Linked DNA regions of Sus scrofa: all the other regions are linked to region 2. The links are chromatin contacts, called in public Hi-C maps. All regions are on one chromosome and are shown on one strand. The core of a region is the stretch at or near the end of the contact, and the rest is flanking DNA. Distances in the headings are between cores, read along the strand shown.

The links. Hi-C and Micro-C count contacts between places; a contact is called where the count stands out from the background.
Region 1: a contact with region 2 is called in a Hi-C map of liver, with 5 times the contacts expected there. The contact joins the promoter of ENY2 here to the promoter of EIF3E in region 2. A contact is called at or near these places in 1 of 5 promoter capture datasets (liver), 8 of 47 Hi-C or Micro-C datasets (heart right ventricle, liver, mesenteric adipose tissue and 3 more) and 2 of 2 datasets of contacts at active chromatin or transcription factors (alveolar macrophages and skeletal muscle).
Region 3: a Hi-C map of liver shows a contact between it and region 2, with 6 times the contacts expected there. The contact joins the promoter of EBAG9 here to the promoter of EIF3E in region 2. A contact is called at or near these places in 3 of 47 Hi-C or Micro-C datasets (heart right ventricle, liver and skeletal muscle).

What each region holds. Positions count from the first base shown.
Region 1 is chr4:28,200,956-28,205,089 of Sscrofa11.1, reverse strand. ENY2 (enhancer of yellow 2 homolog (Drosophila)) reads left to right here and starts at 1,554. Exons shown (of 5, transcript NM_001243454.1): 1 at 1,554-1,628; 2 at 3,066-3,142. The coding sequence starts at 3,075. NUDCD1 (nudC domain-containing protein 1) reads right to left here and starts at 1,374. Exons shown (of 10, transcript XM_021089013.1): 1 at 1,119-1,374. The coding sequence starts at 1,236.
Region 2 is chr4:29,286,934-29,291,052 of Sscrofa11.1, reverse strand. It overlaps EIF3E (eukaryotic translation initiation factor 3 subunit E), which reads right to left and starts at 2,175. Exons shown (of 13, transcript XM_021089027.1): 1 at 1,632-2,175. The coding sequence starts at 1,721.
Region 3 is chr4:28,011,946-28,015,929 of Sscrofa11.1, reverse strand. It overlaps EBAG9 (receptor-binding cancer antigen expressed on SiSo cells), which reads left to right and starts at 1,960. Exons shown (of 7, transcript XM_013988048.2): 1 at 1,960-2,204.

The DNA of each region.
Region 1 (4,134 bases), core at 305-2,804, 1.1 Mb after region 2:
CTTAAATGGAGTGGGAGAAAGGGAATGAAAAGAAATATCAAGATCATTCTCTGACCCTGATTAACTCCTACCTATCCTTTAAAGCTCAACTTAGATATCACCTTCTCCAGGAAGCTTCCCCAGATGTCCCAGGCTGGTCTGGGAAAGATAGTGAAACACTATCATTATGTTTTATACATATCCCTATCAATGCCTTACCATACTGTCCTATAATTATCTGCTTACACTTTTCTTCCTAAGTAGACAGCATTTTTATGTTATCGACTGTGCTATACTCATCTTGATAGTATCAGCATGTTACATAAAACAAGCTCTCAAAAGAGGTTTCTTAATATATAGTAAATGAATAGACTTGTTTGATGCTAAAAAAATCTATTAACTCTAGGTTATTTCTCCAAGTGTGATCCACTGACAATATACATCAAAATCAGCAAGACTGTGTATTAAAAATGCAATTTTGGGGTTATCACTAACAAAAATTGCCATCCATTACGTTGTAAAAGCAAGGCTGAATATTCCCGCCAGCTACAGATAAACAAAACAAGTAGCAGGAGTGTAGGTACTAACCCAACTTTTCTTCGAAATTTTCTCCAGATGTAATGTACGTGAGAGTCCTTAGTCTGATGGCCCATAAGTAAGTGAAAATGCTCCTAAGTATAATAGAGTTTCTCTTCTAAGAATTGGGTCTCGGCCAGAAAAAACAGGAGCAGAGGATCCTCCAAAGAGGCGTGGCTTCTCAACGCACCGGTTTACAGAGGATGCTCCAGGAGGAAAGCCTGTCCTGAGCTTTCCCCGCAGCAAGGGCCACACCAGGACCGACAGGCAAGCGGAACCTAGGCATCACCCGCGGACCTCGGAGCCCTGGGAAGCGAAGCCAAGGGGCGGCGCAGGGTCCCACCGGAGGAGCCAATCAAAGGCGGCTCCTTCAGGGTTCGGGGATGGGCTTTCATTTTCCACAGGCAGCCACCCGGGGTCCACCCCAGCCCAGCAGGCCACGAAGAAGGCCACGGTCCCCTGGCTAGCCACAGCCAGCAAGGAAGAAAATGCGGGAAGAGTCGGGCCAATGGCAGCCGAAGGGGGAAAAGAACAGAGTGCGAGGGGGCACCGCCTCGTCCCACCTGCGTCAAGTTCCAGCTGGTAACAGGGCAGCGGCTCGAGCGAGAGCTTGTAACCCTCGAAGCGGGGATCCAACAGAGGTCTCTTCACCCGCAGGGAGCAATTAGCGGCCACATCCATCGCCTTGCGAGGTGCTAGCGTGAGAATTAATAAAGCTCTTGTTGAAAGATCCGCGCTCCCCTCGTAGCACCGAGGCTGGCTGGCGGCGTGGTTCCCATCCCAGAAAACACTGCGGCGTAGCGTGCCTTCTGGGAAATGTAGTATCCACGAGAAAGTTGGCTCTGTTGCATGCTGGGATATGTAGTTTTCTAGGCGCTTAATGCCCGTGCGAAAGCAGGATCTGGACTCTCTTACCCAGAGGACTGAGCAACCAGGAGGCGGCCCGCGCTGGTTAAATTCTCACATTATAGGCAGGGTGGCGAGACCCCGCCCCGGAAATGCGTGTGCTAGCTTTCTGTGTGCTTAGGTGCCCGAGCTACTGAGGGTCTAGGTCCGGGCAGCCGAAGAGTGTGGTAGGTAACGGTCGTCAGCGCAAGGGTCATTTCGTCGCTGGGAAGGGACGGCCCTCGCCCGCGGTGATGGTGGTGAGCTATGCCCGTGGTCCTCAGGGCCGGGACCCGGGCCCAGCCCAGGCTCCTTTCGATGTGCTGTCTTTCGTTAGCTTCCCCGACCCGCGCTCGCGGGCCTGTAGGGCTCTCCGACAGGGCGTGCTACCGGAGTTGGCCTGAAGCCAGTCCTCGCTTTGTTTTCTGGCTCCTCCCCTCCCGCCTCTCCCGCTGTCTCCGCCCTATTCTATTTTCCCAAAGAATGTCTGAACTGGGAGGGATCCCCTAGCGCCCTTGTTTTACCAGTGAGAAAACTGAGGCCTTTAAGAACTGACTTGGCCAAGGTCACTATCCGTATTTTAGGGGCCAAGGCAAGATCAAGTTCAATATCCTAGGACTGGTACTGACTAGATCTTAGTATTACTTTGAAAATGTTGCCCTCCAACGTCAAAAGCGAACATTTCTTACTACGTTCTCAACCTCTCCTTTCTCCTGTTCCATTAAAAAAAATAATAACTGAAAACTCACTACCAGTCTGAGTTTCATATGAGCAACGAGATGGGAGACAACAAAAGTAGTCTAAAGTTAGTGACAGATGAGCGGAGTAACGTTAGCTTATTCCAAGTTGTACAACCCAATCTTCCTCTCCTTTCTACACCGTTTTGGTTGTCTGTTTTTCTGAAAATTGAGAATTTTCTAAGTTAGGAATTAGTTTGAAATTTGTTTTCTCCTTATCCCAACCGGCAAGCTTTGGTAAAGAATACACATATACTTACTGTTAGTTTGGCAGTTATAATTCTGGGTACATTATAGTGAAAAGCGAAGTAAAGCACTTAGGAGCCTTACCGGGAAATTTCGTTTTTCACCAATTGTGCTTAATCTTTTATCGATATTGGGGTATTATAGCCAAACTTTTGCATGCAGTTAAGGTGCCAAAGTGATTAGCAATCAATTATGGTCTGGGGACCTCTGGGGTCACAGTACCTGAGTTCAAGTCTTGCCTTCACTTTTTTATCCTCGTGCCTCAGTTTCCTCATCTGTAAAATACAAATTATGTTAATAGTACTTACATAAAAGAATATGATCTGGGAATTAAATGAGTTAAAAACTCAGTGCCTTAAGTCAGTGACAGGCACACAACTGTTTAGTAGATGTTACAATAACTGTTATTGTCCAAAGACTCGTTAATAAAGGGTATATGGGGAAGAAAATTCTAAAGTTCATGATTATGACTGCTTGGGATGCAGTAAATAATATTAAGAATAATGATACTGTGAACACATCAAAATTTATCACCCCTTCAGGTGACAGACACTGTTAAACATATTGAGGTGCTTACCTAGAGGATTTAGAAGAAAATGCTTTGTAAGTGTTCTGTATCTGAAAATACATGTTGATGTTCAGGTTAGCAAGATGAACAAAGATGCGCAGATGAGAGCAGCGATTAACCAAAAGTTGATAGAAACTGGAGAAAGAGAACGGTAAGTAATAGATTGTGTTAATAAATTACATTTAACATCTTTAAATTACAGTTATGTTTTAAGAATCTAAATATCAAGTAACAAAACTGATGTCAGTGGAAATAATTACAGAAAATTGAGATTATCAAAAGCTTGAATTCCTAATATCTATAAAAAGTGGTTAGATCTGTTCAATATTGCAAGTCTTGGAAGTAAAAATGTAGAAAGATGAATAATAAATGACTCTCCAAAAATGTGCAGTCTAACGGAGAAGAAAACTATGTGCCCAAATAACTACAAATGCAGATCCGATGTTACCTGGTTTTTAAGAGGGAAACAACATGATGAAACCAGTTTCAGTAACCAGCTCTCTTAACCTCAGAGAGCATATACTCTTCCTGCTCTCTGAAACATTCTTCTTTCTTCCCCCATCTTTAACTAATTCTTGCTCATCATCAGGCCTTAATTTAAATATCATCTCTTTTAGGAATCTGTTATCTCCCAAATACCTTGTTCTGTCTTAGCAATTAATCACCTTATCTTGTAATCACCTACTTTGTTTGTATTTATCCTCCAGTGTAATCTGAGTTCCTTGACAGCAGAATACTACTGTATACTGAGTATCATGCCTAGTGCATAATTGGCCCAGTAAATATTTGAAGAATGTTTGGCACTACAGTGGAGGGGCTAAGGAATCAAAAAAGGCTTCCAGGAGCAGGGTGATAAATTGTATAAAATGAGAGAAATATATATTAAGGAACAAGATGGATCTTTCAGCTCTACCTGGGGATTAAGGTGATCATTAAAGGTCTCAGAGCAGAGTAGGTATGGTACTGCAACTGGAAGAGAAGCATTAGCAGTTCCCCAACCCAGCAAAGGAGAGAGGATGGTCTAGGCAGATGGAACCAAATATGCAGTCAGAGAGATATGTTACAATATGATCATATTCTGGGGAACTGCACAATTAAAATGTGAAAGACAGTAGACAGGAGTGTGGCTTTTGTATCATCAGA
Region 2 (4,119 bases), core at 926-3,425:
TTTCTCACCATTCCACGGCAGTCCTATACTTAGTAACTGATAAATACTCTAGCATCTGTCTTCCCCTTGGTGTATTACAGCCATCTTACCAACATTCTCTCCAAGGAAACAGGTAAGGGGCATTTACATCCCACGGATTCTCAGCTGTTCATAGTTTTGGTCTTACCCTAGGAAAAACCAATTTACACTTACATAGTCCTCCCTTTCCTCTGTCTGCTCTGAAAATCAAGTATAAAGACACTACGAAAATGCCAAGTTTGGCTAATTTAGAAGCATTTTTACAAGGAGCTGGTAAAGGATTTCAGAGGAGGATTTTTTTCTTATTCCTTGATCTTTGGTGAATTATCCTTTATTATCCAAAAAAGGAAACAAGGCAGATTGGGCTGTTTTATCTAAACTCCATAATATAGATGTAAGTATGTCCTATAAAAGAAACATCAAGACAAAAATATATCCTTTCAAGATAAAGCTTTATATTGCAAGACATTCTTATACATTTATTGAAAATAAACTTGGCGGTTCCCTAATATCAACAACTTTATAGAGTTGTCTGTATTCCGAAAAGGTTCCTATAAATTTGAGGATCATGCCTGTCCAATGATACATAACCATCAGGAAGATTTGCAAAGTTATCTGAACAATTTAATGTTTATTTGTAGGGCTTTTCTGTTTTATTGCTCTTGAGACACACAAAATCTATTCCCCAAATCCAGTAGACTTAGGTTTTAATCTGCTTCCAGAAACAGAATGCACTTACTTTTTATCCAATATTTTAACTGCTTCATCACAATATTACTTTATTATAACTATTACAATGGACCAATTTCCAAAAAAAAAAAAAAAAAAACCCTAAGATGTTACTAAACCTCACATTTCAAAACTTTTAGGACTGAGACATTTTAAAATGAGTTACCAGAACCACATACTTTTTCAAGATACCTTGAGTAGCCAAGTGAAGGTTAACGACCAATTTAAATCATTCGAAGTCTGTACATCTATACACCGAAGAACAACTTGATTTAAAAATTATCAGGTTGTTATTTTTGAGCTCACCTCCCCATCTGACGAAATATAAGCTTCTAGATGTGACTGGCTACCGAAACTCAATGCAAAGAACTCAGAACTTTGCGGAAACTAGGCGTCTACATATCTAAGGTTAAGAAAATCATTCCAAACCGTCTTCCAGGCAAAACCACAAAGTGAAGGCCACCCTTTCTACAGAGCCCAAAGGAAAAATTAAAATCTCTAACAGTCCAATTTGCTTTTAGAAAACGGCCTGAATTTAAATTAAGCTCAGGCATTACTACAGCGAAGCCAGCCAATCGTCAACTTCCGAGAATGACGCGGAAGTCCTGAGGCAATGGCACCTCCAGAAGTGAAGTAGAAACCCCTCCCTTTCTCCCCTGAGCTTCAAACTGTCACCACACCCCTACTCACGGACGAACTCCGCAGTGCTAATCAACGGGGACGACGCTAAACTACCAGTAAGGCAGGGTCCTTACTGCTCCACTCGGGACCAACTCAGGGCCGCCTCACACGTGTGTCAGGCCTAGGGCTACCGCCACCGCCTGTCGGCCTTACTCCGCATCTCACGGGCTCCCAAGACTTCCTCGCTCTCAAGGCCCACTTACCTCCTTTACGGAGAGAAACTCAAGCAACGGAAAGACTAGATGCCGATCCAAAAAGTGCGCGATACGAGTAGTCAAGTCGTACTCGGCCATCTTGGCAAGAAAAAAGAAAGTGTGCCCTCGCTTAAACTTTATTGATAGCGCCGACAAACGAACAGACAAGCCCCGAACTGCGCAAATGCACTGGTTAACCGATCCACGGGAAAGGGGCGGGATTCAGAGAGGCCTGGTACTACGCATGTGCTTTGGTTAAAGCCGCCAAAGGAAAGGGGCGGGGTTCAACCGCCGGCGCTCAGAGAACATTGCGCATGCGCGAGGTCTTAGCTTCCCTCCTGCCTTCCCCTCCTCCCTCTGCGCAGTTCCGGACGGATCAGAGCGCGAAAAGATTGCTTCTTGAAAGTTTGTCAAACTCCTGCAATGTGTTCAGCTAACCGGTACTGAAGACTTAGAATTGACTGCTGAGGCAATGTCTTTGTATTGGAGATGTGGCACGGGATAAGATCATGAGGTCTCTGCTCTTCTGAAAGTTACATACAGGGAGGAATAGCTGAACTTGTATTTGGCATATAGTTACGGTTTTGTGTGTTAAAGCGGGACGGGTTTCTGGACAAAAAGCAAATGAAGTAATTACAGATTATAGTAAGATCCATAACTTGTCGTAGGTGGAGGATGCTGGTTGGGACTTTTTTATTAGGAAATTTAGAATGTAAAATAAAATTCACTGTTTTATGGCAAGATAAAAATTTAAACATTAAAAAGTTATCTGACCTTTGGCCTTCTTTCTCCTGCTACTGTGCATTGTATGCCTGCATTATGCATCAACTAAACCTCTCCCATCGGCAGGATACCAGCCCAAGCATAAAAAACAATATTTTCCTAGCATCAATAGGACAATTCCTTAAAAGATAACATTCCTTCTCAATTTTGAAAGGGGTCACATGACCCACGAGAATGATGCTTAGATCTGGATTATATAAACTGTCAATAATACATCATTTGATGTTACAGCCCTGTCTCAAAAAATTTACATAACTGTGCCTTGATTTCTAACCAGTGAAACAGTTCTCAGAGCTTTCTGAGATGCTCCTCCTGGGTTATAATCCCCAAATTTGGCTCGGATAAAGTTTTCCACTTCTTTCTTAGGTCAACTGATTAATTTTCAACAAAAGAAAATTGAGGTATATAATTTAGCTGCGAGTTGTGGTAAGAGAAGCAGGTGACCAAAATTAGAGCCTGGAAAACATGCCTGGTGAAAGGCACAGCAAAGACAAAGGCCATAAGACAGAAAAGGACTTGGTGTGTTTCAAAAACTGAGTATCCTACTGGACTGAAGAGTGGGTTAAAGACATTGAGATAGGTCAGGTCATAATAAGGTAAGGTTTACAGGTTTTATTCTGAGTACTCATCTCCTTTGCTAGTTCCTTGTCATCTCTCAGGCCTCTTCATTTTGGACTGCCTTGGGATCTTGGACCTCTTTGCTATCTAGGCAAATGTCCCAAGTGACCTCATTCAACCTAATGGCTTTAGGTGCAGTCTTCACATTGACAACACCCAAACACAGACTATTGGTCAATAGCAGGTGCCCATATATGCAACATCCTAAACATTAACATGTCCAAATAATGCTCCTTTTTGCACCCTTCTCCACCTCAGTGAATGTCACCTCCATCCATCTGGTTGTTCAGACCCAAAATCTTCAAATCATCTTCGGTTTTTCTCTTTCTCATACTTTACATTGACTCTACCAGCAAATCATCTGGTTCTACCTTTGAAGCAAATCGATGATCTGGCGTTGCCATATGCCATGGTGTAGGTCGCAGACACGGTTTGGATTTGATGTTGCTCTGACTGTGGTTGTGGCCAGAAGCTACAGCTCTGGTTCAACCCCTAGCCTGGGAACCTCCATATGCTGCAGGCGTGGCCCTAAAAAGACAAAAAAAAAAAAAAAAAAAAAAAAAGCAAATCCAGAGCCAATCAATTCATACCACCCACAAAGTTAATTCTTATGCCAAACCACCATTATCTCTTGCTTTGATTTTTGGGATAGCCTCTCCACTAATCACCTTGTTTCCCCTCTTTTCCTCCTGTGGTTTATTCTCCATGCAACAGCCAGACTGTCTTATAAAAGCCAAATTATGCTCAAAACCGTCCACACCTTGTTATCTCAGGGCAAATTGTATAGGTTTTAAAATAGTCTAAAAAGTCCTAGGTCATCTGGACGCATAATCTCTCATACCTCATCTTCTCCATCTTCTCTTTCTCATTCTACCACAGCCCTAAGCAACCACTAATCTACTTTATGCCTCGGTCAATTTTCCTATTCAGGACTTTCATATGAATGGAATAAGAAAATATATGGCCTTTTGTGTCTGAATTTTTTCACTTTACATAATGTTTTCAAGGTCGATCCAAGTTGTAGCATGTATCAGGATGTCATTCATTCTTATGTTTGAATAATATTCTGTTATAAGGATATAGAATATATGATTTA
Region 3 (3,984 bases), core at 711-3,210, 1.3 Mb after region 2:
AGCCTTGAAGTGGGCAAATGGTCCTGACAGAAAGCAGGTAGAACTAACTGTACCCCATGACGTAGAGGCAATACAAAGAGAAATCTTTCATACATCAGGGTCTATCCTTTATGCTCCACCCCACTTGACATTTGGTGGTTCCCATCCCCATACCACCCAAGAGGACAGAACTTCAAATTGCGCACTCCCAAGAGGTGGTCCCCAGTAAAGACCCCAAATTATTGGCACTTATGATCCCCATTATAGGATTACTACTTGACAACTAGAGTAGAAATGATTTTTAAATATTCTTTTGTATGTATTTTAAAAGCAAGTTTTAAGTTTGCAGTCTTAAGCAAGCTTTGTTTGTTTCACTGTTGTGCTGGAAAGCAAATATTCACCATTTGTTTCCGGAAAAAGGTAACCTTTTGTTTCATTTGCAAATGGAAAATTTAATAAAGAAAACTGAGGAATAATTTTAAAATAAAATATCATAGGGATATAATAAATAACTTGAAGCAAAAATACAAGTCACTAAGGAAAAGCATTATGAACACCTGTTCATGTGAGGATGTAGGCTATTTTAGATTATTGGATTTTTAAAATCCAAAAAAATTCTGGAAATTTTGAATTAATTGAATTTAGGTATTTGAAGAGATTAAAGATTAGAACAGATCTGCTGAAGGTCAAGTGACCCTTTAAGGGACTGCAGAGGGTTAAGTGGACTTAGGGAGGTGTAGTCACTGGGAATGATCTAGTAGTAACATAGCACTACTAGCAGGTGGTAACAGGTTTTTGTTTTTTTTTTTTTTGGTAATAGTTCTTATCTGTGAATGTCTGGTCTGTGTCAGACTCTGCCCTAAAAGCTTTGTAAACATTACCCATGAAGTAGACCGACCCTATTGTGGCCATTTTACCAAGGAGGAAACTGAGGTTTAGAGATGGAATAATTTATCCAAGTTTACACAGAATCATTCCAGAGCAACAGTGAGAAACATTCTTTCTTCCCTTCTTGGGGATGAACAAGTTAAGTTATTAACAGAAAGGTGGTACAGATTGGGGTGGGGTGGAGTGGGGTGGGAGTGGGAGTGGGAATAGAGGTACTAGAAAGTTAAGTGGGTAGGTAAGGGCTGATCAGGGTGACAGAACAAAGGTAACTGTAACTAAAAAACAGGTAGAAAAAGTCTGGTTAAGGAACAATTTGCATGAACAGCTTTCAGCCTTTGATCATATAAACTTTCAACCTCTCTCACCAGTCACAATGCATCAATAGAGCAGATAAATTTTATGAGGGCCCTTTGCCCACAATAGCAAAAGATGTCTGCCTTTTAATAGCACAATGTTTAAGAAGAAACAAAAAAGAATCAGATTTCAAAAAGAGAACCACAGAACTTCTTAGTTTGGAACCCAGTAACAAACGCAGAGACACGGTGAAGTGCCACTTTTTAACTTTCAGTTAGAGGAAATCCAATTTCCTTGGATTACTTGGAGGAGTAAAAAAATTGCTTGAAGGAACATAAATCCTGAACTGAACTCTTCCACCCTAAAGTGGTGGAATGATTGAGATCTGGCCTACTCAGACTCATCATCCTAAGACAGCGGGGGTGCCCTAACTTTTCACAGTCTAAACACTGATTTCTCTTGGTCCCATATGGCAGGGGGATTCTGTGGGTTTAACGAAAATGGGAATGGTTGGAGCAAAAGCACTCTGTATAGAAAGTAGGACACCACCACATGAGCCCAGGAACTCCGCAACAGAACAGCCTGTCCAGCCAGCACCGGTCACAAAAAAACTACTCTAGACTGAGCCGGGGCTGCTGCCACGCCAGCCGCAGCCACTTGCCCGCTCCCGCAGCGCTTATTGGCTCTCAGCTCCAACGCCGGACCCACAGCCTCTCGCCTATTGGGCAAGGCAGGATTTGGGGCGGGGTGCGGAAGTGAAGGTTTGGGACTACGGAGAGCTGCCTTAGAGGGCAAAGAAGGAGGGGCAGGGGTGGGACAGGGGGAGGGTTTCCCAAGGAGGGGGCGGCTATGGCAGTTGCAAGGCGGCAACGGCGCCAGAGACGGAGCGCGCGCCCGGCTTTGAATGAGCGGGACTGGGACTGAACGGCAGGAGCGCGAGCTCGAGGAAGAGATCGGCAGCGCGCGTGCGCGCGCCTTGTGTGCGCGCGCGGCCCGCGGCAGCTCGGAGCCTCCGCCGGGCGGGCGGGGAGGGGGAGGGGCAGGTGAGTGTGTGCGGCTCGCGCGCTCCCGCGAGGGGCTTCCCTCCCCCACCCTCACCCCGATTCTGACCCGGGCCCTGGGGGAGGGGGAGTGTCCTTTGCCCTTCCTGGGTTAGCCCTCCTTTCTGCCCTGCACTTCGCGTCCTTCCTCCTCCCTTTCGCCCCTCCGCCCAGTTTCCCCCCACCCTAGCCGGCTGCAACTCTGGGGTACTGTTTCCGGGTCAGGTTGACCTCTGGGGTGAGGGAATCGCGACCCGAAGCGGCCGCTGGCGCGCAGCCCTCACCATGCCACGCTCACGCGTGGGGGACTGGCCTGCGGTGCGCCGGCCCAGAAACCCCGGAGCCCCTAAATCTGCCCTCCACAGGGAAATTTTCCCGTTCTTCCTGCCCTTCCTCTACAGGCCTTGCTCCTTCCCTGGCAGATTTTTTCAAAACCCTACTCCCAGCCTTCTGGGCACCCACTAGGAGCAATTAAGAGCGTTTCACAAAAGGCGGTGCGCATGGCGTCGGATTGTGTAACCTGAAATCGCTCCTGTCACTTTTCTCATCTGTACAGTGGGCATGATTTTTTTTTTTTTTTCATCAGACAATTTCAGGTGGGTAATCTGAAGTTAAAGCATTTTGGTTCTAAAACTCCTTACGTTTGAATCTTTCAGGAGACTTTTCTCTGCCTTTGTAAGAGCCTCAGTGGTGTCACGTATTGAGGGCCTGACTGAGTTGTCAGAGATGATCCGGTGTTCCGACTTTACAACCCTCTCTCACATTCTACTTCTAGTTCCCCTTCACTTGCCGCTGCCGAAGTCAGCTTTTTCAAATTTAAGTGAGTTTGGGTAGATTTTATTTTTGGAGGCTTGTAATACACCTTCGCTTACCTCAGAGAGTTACAAGCTTAATTTGAGGATAATCTGTATTGGATCAGATAGTATGGTGTTTCAACATTTTCAAAATCAAAAATACGTTTTAAAGATACAGCAGTGAATGACCTATTTGGTATGTAACAACATAGACCTTGGTTTGGTTTATTTAAGGAATTGTGATGTAGGAACTGTACTCAAAAGATGCACAGTTTACATGGAATGATACAGAAGAAAGATAAATTTAATCTTTCCGTTTCAAATGCAGCATTCTTTAAAATTTTAGGTGAATCTTTTTCACTTGACATAGCCAAACTATCATTACTGTTGATTTCCTAGAGACGTAGTTTGTCCAGAAGGCCTGAGATTAGGTTGCTTCATGGTTCTGAACCTTACTTCTGCTATATGTAAAGTTTTTGTGTTTTTGTAGTAATTTTTAAGGAAGTTTTATTATATTAGCATTTCTCAGTTCTAGAAAGTACTTTGAAGCAGTTAAAATGCAGTAGTTTAAGATGTGTACTTCTCAGATTGGTGATCTAGAGAGCATTTCAAAAATCAAGTGAGGCACTGAATGTAAAATTAAAGAAGAGGCTTCTTAAATGATATGTGGTATGAGAAGAGCCTGGGCTTTTGCATTTAGGGGTCTCTTTAAATTCTGGGTGAGTGAATCTGGGCATCATTAGCAATTGAGGTCAGCCTCATCTGTTAAATGGGAATAGTGAAACTTACCTTTTTCGTTTTTAGGATTCCAGTAAGGCCATAGAACATACAATGTCTAGAACTTATCGCTCAAGGAATGACATTTTCCCTTCATTCAGTAAATATTTGAGTACTTACATGCTTACTTAGTGCTTGGCATGGCTAAGGCCTAGAAATACCAAACTAAGCAAAATTGATGGGGGTCCTCCTGCCCTTGTAGTGTAGTCCCT